3 separate regions of the Mus musculus genome follow, and regions 1 and 3 are each linked to region 2. The links are chromatin contacts, called in public HiCAR-type and HiChIP or PLAC-seq maps. All regions are on one chromosome and are shown on one strand. The core of a region is the stretch at or near the end of the contact, and the rest is flanking DNA. Distances in the headings are between cores, read along the strand shown. Region 1 overlaps Ryr2 (ryanodine receptor 2, cardiac). Region 2 overlaps Ryr2 (ryanodine receptor 2, cardiac). Region 3 overlaps Ryr2 (ryanodine receptor 2, cardiac).

Region 1 (3,400 bases), core at 820-3,319, 140 kb after region 2:
TCCTTCCCCCTCCCCTTTGCCTCTAAGAGGTTTCTCCCCCACCTACCCACTTCCTCCTCACCCCTCTAGCATCCCCCTTCTCTGGGGCATCAAGCCTCCACAGGACCAAGTGCCTCCCCTCCTATTGATGCCAAATAAGGCAATCCTCTGCCACATATGCAGGTGGAGCCATGGGTCCCTCCATGTGTAATCTTTGGTTGGTGGTTTAGTTCCTGGGATTTCTGGGGGGGTCTGGTTAGTTGATATTGTTGTCTTCTTATAGGGTTGCAATCCCCTGCAGCTCCTTCAGCCCTTCCTTAACTATTCCATTGGGATCCCCAGGCTCAGTCCAATGGTTGGCTGCAAGTATCTGCATCTGACTTAGGTGCTGGAAGAGCCTCTCAGAGGACAGCTATATTAAATTCCTGTTTGCAAGTATATCTTGGCATCATCAATGGTGTCCAGGTTTGGTGTCTGCAGATGGAATGGATCACACAATGGGGCAGTCTCTGGATGGCCTTTTCTTCAGCCTTTGCTCCATTTTTGTCCCTGCATTTCCTTTAGACAGGGATGATTCTGGGTTAAAAGTTTTGAGATGGGTGGATGCCCACATCCTTCTATTGGGGGCCATGTCTATCGACTGGACTAGAGGTAGTCTCTTCAGGTTCTATCTCCCTGTTGTTGAGTGTTTTGGCTTATGTTATGCCCATTGAGTCCTGGAAGCCTCTTGCATCCCTGATGTCTGAGACTTTCTAGTGGTTCCCCAAGGGCCCCTCTCTCCACTGCTACTTATTTCTTTTCATTCTCGTGCCACTCTGGACTTTTTCTCCTGCCTCTTCCCAAACCTGGTCCTGCCCCTCCCCCATTTTTAATGACAGGTAAGGATTTCACACCCTAGTCACAATTTGCTACTCCTTTGAGCCTTGTGAAAGCTTGCACCAGGGGGTTCTGCTCTAGCAGACCTTCTCATGAATAATGCAATACCACAAGCCCCCTATTTCTTAGACCCTGATAAATTCTTGTATGAGTGTAACGTTGGTGTTCTTTTAAGTATCTGTGGAGAATCTCCATTTGTCAGAAGAATTCACCAACTTGCTTCTAATATGCAATGTAGCCTGCTATACCTGGCTGTAGTGAAGATTCCTGTCTCAGTGGGATTCCCTAACTCTTTCATGGTAAACCCACCTATTAGCTAGGCCATTGTGTTTGGGTTTGGGTAAGACTGGCTACTGTCCTAAGTAATCACTCTGCAGACTAGCCCTGAGCTATTCTAGCTCTGTTCTTTGTAATGCCTAATTAGTTTCACTGTCTCTACTAGAAGTAAATTTGAATGCTACTGAATAGATAACCTTCTCACTGCTTTCCAAGTTTGTTGGCTTCAAGGACTTTCTGGGACATTGGAACACTGGCGAAGGCTTAGCTATGTCAGAATTCAATCTAAAAAGGCACTTATAATAAGATAATACTAAAAGAGAGCACATGGATCCATACACCAGACTAACGCAGGGATAGGGTAAGAATATACGGGTTATGAGAATGCCAAAGTTCCAGGAGGTGAGTTTCCGTGAAACTCTTTGCCTCATGAGTGCTCCCAGGCCTCTCGGCCTGCCAAGCAAACTCCACTGGAGCGTGCGTAGCAATAAGTAGCATGCCCTGGGTATTCCCTATCTTTGCCTTCCAAGACTGGAATTACAGTCAGGCTATCACACCCACCGAGGGTTTACATGGGATCTGAAGTCAGGACCTCAGTATTGGGAAGCTCTAAACCACTGACGGTTTTCTCCCTATCCCAAAGTTGTCAGTATTTGACCCTTGAACCTGAATTTGCAGAACAGTCCAGTTGTGCTCTGGGTTTTCATGCTTCTCCTTTTCTAGATCTGAGAGTATGACTTAGCTGTGGTAGACACATGGCAGCCAGTGGAGCTGGCTTGGCAGGTTTTTCTCGGAAGAGCCAGAGAGTAAATATTTTAGGTATCTTGGGTCATGTTTTCTTCTCAACTCTGACATTTAGCCCCAGAGCAGCTGTAGACAGTATGCAAATAGATAAGCCTGGCTGTGAGCCTAAAAACTGTATTGATGGGCACAGAAATGTGTATTTCAGACATTTTGAGTGTAGGTGTTTATGTCTTGTAAGTGTGTGTGTGTATACACAGGTGGAGGTTAGAGGTCAAGGTCAGTTGTCTTTTCCTGTGGCTCTCCAGTTTCTTTTTGTGTCTAGGACCTCACTGAACCAGGAGCTCACTGGCTCACTGGCTGACTGTTCAGTGAGCTGGAAGGTTCCTCTAGGGGCTGCTCCCCCAGTGCTAGGATTTTAGGTGTGTGCTGCTGCCCCTAGATCTTCTGGGAATGTGGACTTCCTCCCTCCCTCCCTCCCCTCCCTCCCTCCCTCCCTTCCTGTTCCCCACCCCTCACACTCTTTGTATCTCTCTCTCCTCCCTTCTCACTTCTTCCCTTTCATTCCTCTGTCTCTTCCTTTCTCATTGGTTCATTTGTTCTTTGGCTTTGTTCTCCCTCCATTTCTGTCCTTCTAAGCCTGCCCAGCAAGGTGAATTTCTTCTGCTGCCCCCTCCTCTCTGCCTTGCTACAGAGTATATGGTCCTGTTCTCTCTGCTTTCTCTAGCCTGGAAAGTACGTGCTGGCAGAGACAACAACTCACCTGTCTCACCTCTCAGGAACTAACATATTTTTGAGGGAAGGAGACACTCAATAAATATATATTGATTTTTTTAAATTTCCTTTTATTCTTTAGAACCATGATAATACCGATATTCTGTTCTGACAGTTCATCAGTTCATTTGGCTTTGAAAAGATTCTCCTATACTCCCATAGTACACAGAGATTGCTTTCCTGCCTTGTGGAATTAATTGAATGTCTTTAGCTTGACTTGAATAAACACTTGTGGCTACAATAATGCTTAATTCTATGCTGATTGGCTATGTGTTTGGTGCAGTGCACTTGGAGTGATATTTAATTTACTACTTGATATAAAGCATGATTCTCCATTGCCATATATAATATAAAGAATAAAAGGCTGTACAGAAAAATTCTGAAGATAAATAATTTCAAAAGTTCACATAATTAAAATGCTAACATCTTTTGCTAGTATAATTTTCTAATATCTGCATAAAATATCTTAGCTGCAAACATTGGTATGTGATAATGAAGATCATGAAGTTACATATTAATACAAAATGGAGCAATCATTTTGAAAAATTGTTATTTCTGATAAAATTAAAGTTTTATGACATAGCCTGGAAATCCACTCTTGGTTATTATCTATCCAAGAGTTATGTATCTGCTTCTGCTCAGAGGCTTATGTGTTTAGGCATTTTTTTCCCCTCATAACAGCCTCAAATGGAGAAACAACCAAAATTGCCATCAGCTGACAAAGGGATATTATATAATTTTAAAAAATCAACTA
Region 2 (3,673 bases), core at 582-3,081:
GCCTTATTATGAAGCTCAGGCTGCTCTTGGACTTGTCTTCCTGCCTCTGCTTACCACGCGCTGTGATTATAAGCCTGTGTCACCATGCCTGTCCTTTTCTGTAGTTTAAAAACAGGTTCCATTTATTAGTAATCTACTGATAGGGTTTGGTTGTAACTCCAAAGGTTCATGTGTTAAAGCCTGAGTTCCCAGTTGGTGTTCTACTGAATGGCGAGCAAAGCTCAGGGACTCATTTTCTCAATGACTCAGTCCATTCGTAAGTTCATAACTGAATCTTCTTTTTTTTTTTTTTTAAAGATTTTTTTTTATTTATTCATTATATGTAAGTACACTGTAGCTGTCTTCAGACACACCAGGGAGTCAGATCTCGTTACGGATGGTTGTGAGCCACCATGTGGTTGCTGGGATTTGAACTCTGGACCTTTGGAAGAGCAGTCGGGTGCTCTTACCCACTGAGCCATCTCGCCAGCCCATAACTGAATCTTCTATGATTAGGAGATGAGGGTTCGGAAGCTCGCTTTGGAAAAGTATGTCTTATCTCTGACCACTGCCTGTTCCCCTCTCTGCTTCCTGGTTGCTAGAAGGTAAGCAGTTTGTTCTCCATACACTTCCTGCTACTGTACCAGCTTCCTGCTACCTCTCCCAGCCTAAAAGACCACGGGTTGAACTCTCTAAAACTGTAAGCCCAAATAAGTCCTCAGTTCTCCTCAGATATTTTGTGTCAGTGGCAAACTGACACTTTATTAATTAATGAATGCCATCCTTAGGAACAATGGCCATTATCTTTTGGGGGGTTGGTGGAGGGGAAGAAGGGACCGTCTAGTATCCCCTGACATAGCAGCTGACTGAGATGGTGCTGCACACTAGCAAACCCATTCCAGGCTGGCAAACGCTCTGCTCGTTTTCCTGTCCCACACATTAATAAAGACACTAAGTTGTCTATCAGCTGTTGTCTGGTGCCTTGCTTGGTAACTACTAATGATCTCAACTAAGTTCTACCTTAAGTCTGCTCACGAGGCTTTTGTGGCTCAGAGAGATTAAGGGGCTTCTTCTGCCTCTACATGTGAATTAGGTTTTGAAAGCCCCACTGTATGTGTATCAAGACCTTTTCCTTTTTAGTGTTTTCTCTAAACCTCATGCTTAGAGATAATCAAGGCATAGAGGACATGTCATGAATATGTAAAGCAAATTTTCTTTATTCAGTCTTGTTAAGAGAAGCTGTAGTTTCTGTGGTGAAACCTGGAGTTATTAAAACCAGCTTGGGCTCTGCAGATCCCATTACACATATAAACTGTCATGGAGGAGCAGTGAAGGTTGTTGTCTCTGGGATCCTGGACACTTCTGCAGCAGCAGCCGTGGTACTGGGCAGCACCCTTCTGACAGGGGCAGTCTGACAGTCACAGCATAACTATACTCCTGGGTGTTTTATGAGAAGGACCACGCCTGGAAGGGCTGTGCAGTCAGGAAGTAATGGACAGAGTGAACAGTCAGGCTGTTGCTCATGACACCGACTGACAGCAGGAGGGTCCCCCTTTCATGCCACAGATATGCCCCTGAGGCATCTGCAGTACAGCTCCCTAGCCAGTGATGGGCTGGGCATGGAGCAGCTAAGTACTGGATTTGATCTGGGAGTGGGACCCCTTGTACCTGTGAGGCCTCGGGAATGACTGTTGGCAGCCATTTAAACAGGTGCTCCCAGCTGGGGAGAATTACACTCAAGAAGACCCGACAGGAAGCAAGCTGGCTTCCAATAGGCTACTCATCACACAGCTCAGCGTGGCTCAGGGGGAGTCCACAGGACTAGATAGGCATGTCAGCTGGATTCCTGCTTATGGTTGACCTTGAAACCTGGCATTCTACACAGGAGGGACATTGTCAGCCCCGGGAAAGCAAAGACTCTCCTGGAACTGTTTTTTACTTTCTCTAAGGAAGCCTGAGTCTCGTGATGAATTAGACTTAGAAATTTTCGGAGAAAAACAGTGAGCAAGGCCGAGGCCCCTGGATGTTATTTTGTGTCCCCTTAGGTTTTCATGGTCCTGGATTTATGGGAAGGAGAATTATAACCCAGATTTGACAGTCTCTCCCTTCAGGAGGGGGAATTAGCCTTTTAGTTTATGTCATTGAGCAATGCCTGGGTCCGCATATTTTCCACTGCAGCTGAGCACCATTGCCAGTCTGGGAAATCTTGCCCCAGGCATGTTTCACTTGGGGATTAAGTCACATGTACCCTATTCTTCAACCCTTGCCACCCTACTTGGGCCCCTCCCACTTCCTCCCCCTCATTTGTAAACCGTGAACCTTTTCATCCGGTTCTGTTTTACAAGCCAGACTTGTGCTCCTAGCTTTTATTCTTATGAAAATGGTTTCTTTGCAACATTGCATGCAGGCTAACAGGGCTGTGGAACTGCCAAGGGCAGAGGCTTGCAGTTTGCAGTTCCTCTGGGTAGCTTAATCCAGCCCCACTGGGAACAGATGTCTCAAAAGCCTTAACTTTTATGCTAGTTTTCATTCCTACAGACGTCTTGGGGATTCTGTGTATATGTGGTATATGTGTATGTGTTCAGGTGTATGTACATGTATGTGTGTGTGCATGTGTGTGTGTGAGTACATGTGGAGTCTAGAAGACTATTCTGGGCGTCTTCCTCAATCATTCGCCTTATTTATTTATTTAAAACTATATGTATGTGTGTATCTATGTTTGAGTATATGCGTGTGAGTGCATTTGCCCTTAGAGCCCAGTGGTGTTGGATTCCCTAGAGGTAGAACAAGTGGTTATGAGGCAACCAATGTGGGTTTTGGAACCCAACGTAGGTCCTCTGCAAGAGAAGTATGCACACTCCTCCCATGAGTCATATCTCTAACAACTACTTTATTTTTTGAGACAGGAACTTTGTTCTAGTTTTATTCTGTTGCTATTATAAACCACTGACCAAAGTCAAGTTGGGGAGCAAAGAGTTTATTTGGCGTACACTTCCAGATCACAGCCCATTATTGAGGGAAGTCAGGGTGTGAACTCAAAACAGGCAGGATGGAAGAATGTTACTGGCTCACCCTCTGGCTGGCTCACATCTGTTTTCTTATATAGCTGAGAACCACCTGCCTAGGGATGGTGATACCCACAGTTGGCTGTGACCTCTGGCCTAATTACTAATCAAGACACCATCCCGTAGACCTGCCCACAGGAGAATCCCATCTAGCCAATTCCTCAATCAAGGCTTTCCTCTCATAACTCTAGTGTGTCTAGTGGACAATTAGAGCGCACTAGGACAAGGTCTTTCATTGAACCAGGTGCTTCATGGTGTGGGTAGACCAGCTGACCAGCAAGCTCCATGATCCTCTGGTCCCCGTCTGTCCAGTGCCATTGTGCCTGGCTTTTTATATGGGACAGGGAATCCGAACTCAGGTCCTCACGCTTTTGAGGCACACACTTTACTGATTGAGCCATCTCTCTGGTCCCGGGATTCTTAACTAGGCTATAATGATCTCACTGCCTGGATAAAAGATAAAGAGTACCAGAAGAGGACAGAGGGATGTGTTCCGTCCCTGCCTTTTTGTCCTGGCCTCACACCTCCCTTACACCCATGGGGTGTGTTCCCGAATGCCTTTCTCCTGCTTGGCATTGAATTAGAAGTGCTACATCCAGCAGGAACTGGTACTGTTGGCTGCTCCCACA
Region 3 (3,850 bases), core at 1,133-3,632, 160 kb after region 2:
TTTCTCTTGCTGTTGGCTTTATTCTGGTTAACTTCAACCAAAAAATATTTGACATGCACTTCTCTTTATATAACTTTATTTTTGAACACATAGTTGAATTCTGCTTCCATGGGCACACCTGCCAAGTGAGAAGTGATGGGGGTGGTGGTGGAAAGAACTTGTTCAGGAGATTTATTGAAGCTTCTTTCTAATATAATGTTTGCAGTACTGAACATTTGTCGTGAAGGCTTCTCTTTTGTTTAAGGCCATAACTGCAACACACAACTTGTATGACTTATTTTGGAGCATGTATTTTTTTAAAAAAAGAAACACTTTACATTACCTGTCCTCTCTCTTTTGGTAATGGTAGTCTTTGGTTCTAGAAGACTATACAGCCTTTTCTTGTTGGCCTTGGCTAATGACTATTTGACTGCTATTTGGAATATACTATATTCCAAGATTTGTAGTGTTTTCTCTGAGCCTCAAATGTAGGTGAAAGTTGAGGAAGCAAGGGCCAGAGGCCTACGATGTCTGCTGCTAGACAGTGGCCCTAAGACATGAGAGAGAAATTGTACCCATGAAATCATAAGCATATGGTTGAACAAGACCATAATAATATAATAATGATAGCACCAGTTGACATGACAAGCTGGGCAGGGGATAGCTAACAAGGTCACTACCCCTAGGTGTAGAGCTTCAGGAGATCAATGGCTTCTGAGAAAGGGACCAGTTCCCATATAGGTTGTCCAGTCCTGAGTGATCAACCCTGCATTCATTACCAGCAATGCTAAATGAATTAAGTAGGTTGTATATACATGTGTGCATATTTACATATGCAAGTAACAATAGTAATTGAAGAAGAAGGAGGAGGAGGAAGGTCATGAACTGGGAAGAAAGGGTACATGGCAGGAGCTGGGGAAGTAAGGCACATGTAGTATTCACATATGAGGTTCTCAACAAAAAAGACAGGGAGGGGCACTTCATCCTCATCAAAGGGAAAACCTTCCAAGATGAACTCTCAGTTCTGGATATGTATGTTCCAAATGCAAGGGCAGCCACATTCATTAAAGAAACTATAGTAAAGCTCAAAGCACACGTTGCACCTCACACAATAATAGTGGGAGACTTCAACACTTCACTCTCATCAATGGACAGATCCTGGAAACAGAAACTAAACAGAGACACATTGAAACTAGCAGAAGTTATGAAAGAAATGGATTTAACAGATATCTACAGAACATTTTATCCTAAAACAAAAGGATATACCTTCTTCTCAGCACCTCATGGCACCTTCTCTAAAATCGACCATATAATTGATCAGAAAACAAGCCTCAACAGATTCAAAAATATTGAAATTATCCCATGCATCCTATCAGATCACCACAGACAAAGGCTGATCTTCAATAACAACATAAATAATAGAAATTCAACGTTCACGTGGAAACTGAACAACACTCTTCTCAGTGATACCTTGGTCAAGGAAGGAATAAAGAAAGAAATTAAAGACTTTTTAGAATTTAATGAAAATGAAGTCACAACATACCCAAACCTATGGGACACAATGAAAGCATTTCTAAGAGGGAAACTCATAGCTCTGAGTGCCTCCAAAAAGATACATGATATTTTCATCAGGCTTCTTTATTTTCTGAAGGAAAAAAATATCACTTTGTTTAATAGACACAGAAATCCTCCTGCCTCAGACTCCTAGTTGCTAAGATTATAGGTGAGAGCCACTGCACGTGGTTCAGAGGTCACTTAAAGTCACTTGAATTGTTCCACTTCTAAAACAGTTTATTTGATATGAAGCTATAAGCACACTGCTCATTCCTAAATAGTTTTTTCTTCTAATGAAAGAAACAGGGACACCCCAGTGGCTTAATTGTTGGTAGAGCTGTGAATTTGTTCAGTATTTTCTGTGAAAAATGAGTTGTAGAATGTGATATGTTAGCAAATTTTAAATTTTATTCTCATAAAATTTTATCTCTTTGAGTCATGTACTCTGAGAATGCTCAAAGGTGCATCAAAAGGCTACTAGCTGAATTCACTGCTAGATGAATTTTTAAAAATACATTTTAAAAATATCAAAGCACCATAAATGAGTTTTTATGAGTACATGTATTGAGCCTAGAGGCACCAATTTCAGACAAGTAATTGCATAAAAAAATGATCTTGTACCTGTGCAAGAACAGAGGGGAAATTCAGGGAGTCTGATGCTGGGTCTTGCAGTGGCTAAATGCTAGGATTATACAGCATACTCCTCAAGTTCAAACCCTGGCAGGCCACTGAGCAGGTCTCTATCCCATGGACTCTTTATTTACAGAGTGAGACAAAACAACAGCATCTCCCTCATGGAGTCATGAGAAGTCAATCTGTGACAGGCACAAGACACACCCCCTGCAGGGGAGGCCTCGGGTGTGGTCATGCATTTGAATGCTTTCTCTACTGAGGAGAACTGTGCATCTTTGTCTATCTACCCTCCCCCAGAAGAAAGCAACTATGAACTATGGACTGAATCTAATATCATCTGCCGCATTAAATCATTTCATTCAACACCACAAATATCCACAGGTTTCACCTTTGTCTCTTTTTTTTATGTTTTTAAATTTTTTATTAGATATTTTCTTTATATACATTTCAAATGCTATCCTGAAAGTTCCCTACTCCCGCCCTGCTCCCCTACCCACCCTCTCCCACTTCTTGGCCCTGCTGTTCCCCTGTACTGGGGCATATAAAGTTTGCAATACCAAGGGGCCTCTCTTCCCAATGATGGCCGACTAGGCCATCTTCTGCTACATATGCAGCTAGAGACACGAGCTCTGGGGGTACTGGTTAGTTCTTTTTTGGTTTTTCGAGACAGGGTTTCTCTGTATAGTCCTGGCTGTCCTGGAACTTACTCTGTAGACCAGGCAGGCCTTGAACTCAGAAATTCGCCTGCCTCTGCCTCCCAAGTGCTGGGATTAAAGGCAAGCGTCACCACGCCGGGCTCACCTTTGTCTCTTGAAACAAATGACTACCACTGTCATGGGGTGGCTTAAAACATGGTTTATCATCTTACATTTCTAGAACTCCCATATTTATTAGTTCCTGTGAGCTGGAGTAGAGATAAGCTTAATTAGGTGTGCTAGTTAAAGCTCTTGCTATCCTCTAAAGGCATCAGGCAAAAGCACTGTAACGGAGGAAGGGTCTATTCAAACAGACTCAGGCTGCAGTACAGTCCACCATGGCAGGGAAGGCATGGCGGCAGGAAGGAGAGTAGGAGGTCAGGCTTATCCACAGTTGGGAGGCAAAGAATGATGAATGCTAGTGTTCAGCTCACTTTCTTATGCAGTCCAGGACTTAAGCCATGGGATGGTGACACTCACACAGGGAGAGTCTTCCCACTTCAATTTAATCTAGTTACGATAACTGTCCCACCCCATTCATGGCCAAATGCTAATGAACATAGCCCTCTACAGTTGATCTTGGGGACTTGTTTCCTAGGTGATTCCAGATCTGCTCCAGCTGACAATTTACAGTGGCCATCACAGTCATTCAGTGTATTTATATGTGCTCCAAAATGCAAGGGGAAGCTCTTGAATACCCAGCATGACCTCTTCCAGTCCACCCTCATATCTCTGAAATGCTTAATGGATTCATGCTTTATGCAGTCGCCAGTATGATGTCACTGCCTCTTTATATGAGAAGTTTCTATTGCCAAGTGTCTACTATAACTTACACTATCTCGAGGGCTGGATTCTGTTTACATCTGTTTTCTGGAACCTCCTTCTCAAGTAAAACTAAAGACCACCATTACAGGGTGGAGCCCAGGATACAAGTAACTTGAAATGTTCCTGATAGATGGTTCATTCCCTGTTGTGTCTAAAAGCCCATG

Evidence for each region. HiCAR-type assays count read pairs that join an accessible place to other places. HiChIP or PLAC-seq counts read pairs in DNA pulled down with a chosen protein or histone mark.
Region 1: a contact with region 2 is called in an H3K27ac HiChIP or PLAC-seq map of embryonic stem cells, with 6 read pairs. The contact joins two enhancer-like sites. A contact is called at or near these places in 9 of 484 Hi-C or Micro-C datasets (brain and embryonic stem cells), 7 of 115 datasets of contacts at active chromatin or transcription factors (embryonic stem cells and large pre-B cells) and 1 of 9 other capture datasets (embryonic stem cells).
Region 3: a contact with region 2 is called in a HiCAR-type map of embryonic stem cells, with 2.3 times the contacts expected there. The contact joins two enhancer-like sites. A contact is called at or near these places in 2 of 484 Hi-C or Micro-C datasets (embryonic stem cells and nephron progenitors) and 3 of 115 datasets of contacts at active chromatin or transcription factors (embryonic stem cells and large pre-B cells).

Annotation. Positions count from the first base shown.
Region 1 is chr13:11,932,325-11,935,724 of GRCm38.p6, reverse strand. All of the region lies in intron 2 of Ryr2 (ryanodine receptor 2, cardiac), which reads left to right. Among named protein-coding and RNA genes, the nearest start is that of Ryr2, 170 kb to the left of the region's middle. Within about 2 kb of position 2,069, at least 17 of the 459 cell types and tissues checked have an H3K27ac peak or open chromatin away from gene starts, as enhancers often do. A contact at or near this core is called in embryonic stem cells, where this site is marked.
Region 2 is chr13:12,070,894-12,074,566 of GRCm38.p6, reverse strand. All of the region lies in intron 1 of Ryr2 (ryanodine receptor 2, cardiac), which reads left to right. Among named protein-coding and RNA genes, the nearest start is that of Ryr2, 34 kb to the left of the region's middle. Within about 2 kb of position 1,831, at least 34 of the 459 cell types and tissues checked have an H3K27ac peak or open chromatin away from gene starts, as enhancers often do. A contact at or near this core is called in embryonic stem cells, where this site is marked.
Region 3 is chr13:11,910,918-11,914,767 of GRCm38.p6, reverse strand. The region is part of intron 3 of Ryr2 (ryanodine receptor 2, cardiac); the gene reads left to right. Among named protein-coding and RNA genes, the nearest start is that of Ryr2, 190 kb to the left of the region's middle. Within about 2 kb of position 2,382, at least 6 of the 459 cell types and tissues checked have an H3K27ac peak or open chromatin away from gene starts, as enhancers often do. A contact at or near this core is called in embryonic stem cells, where this site is marked.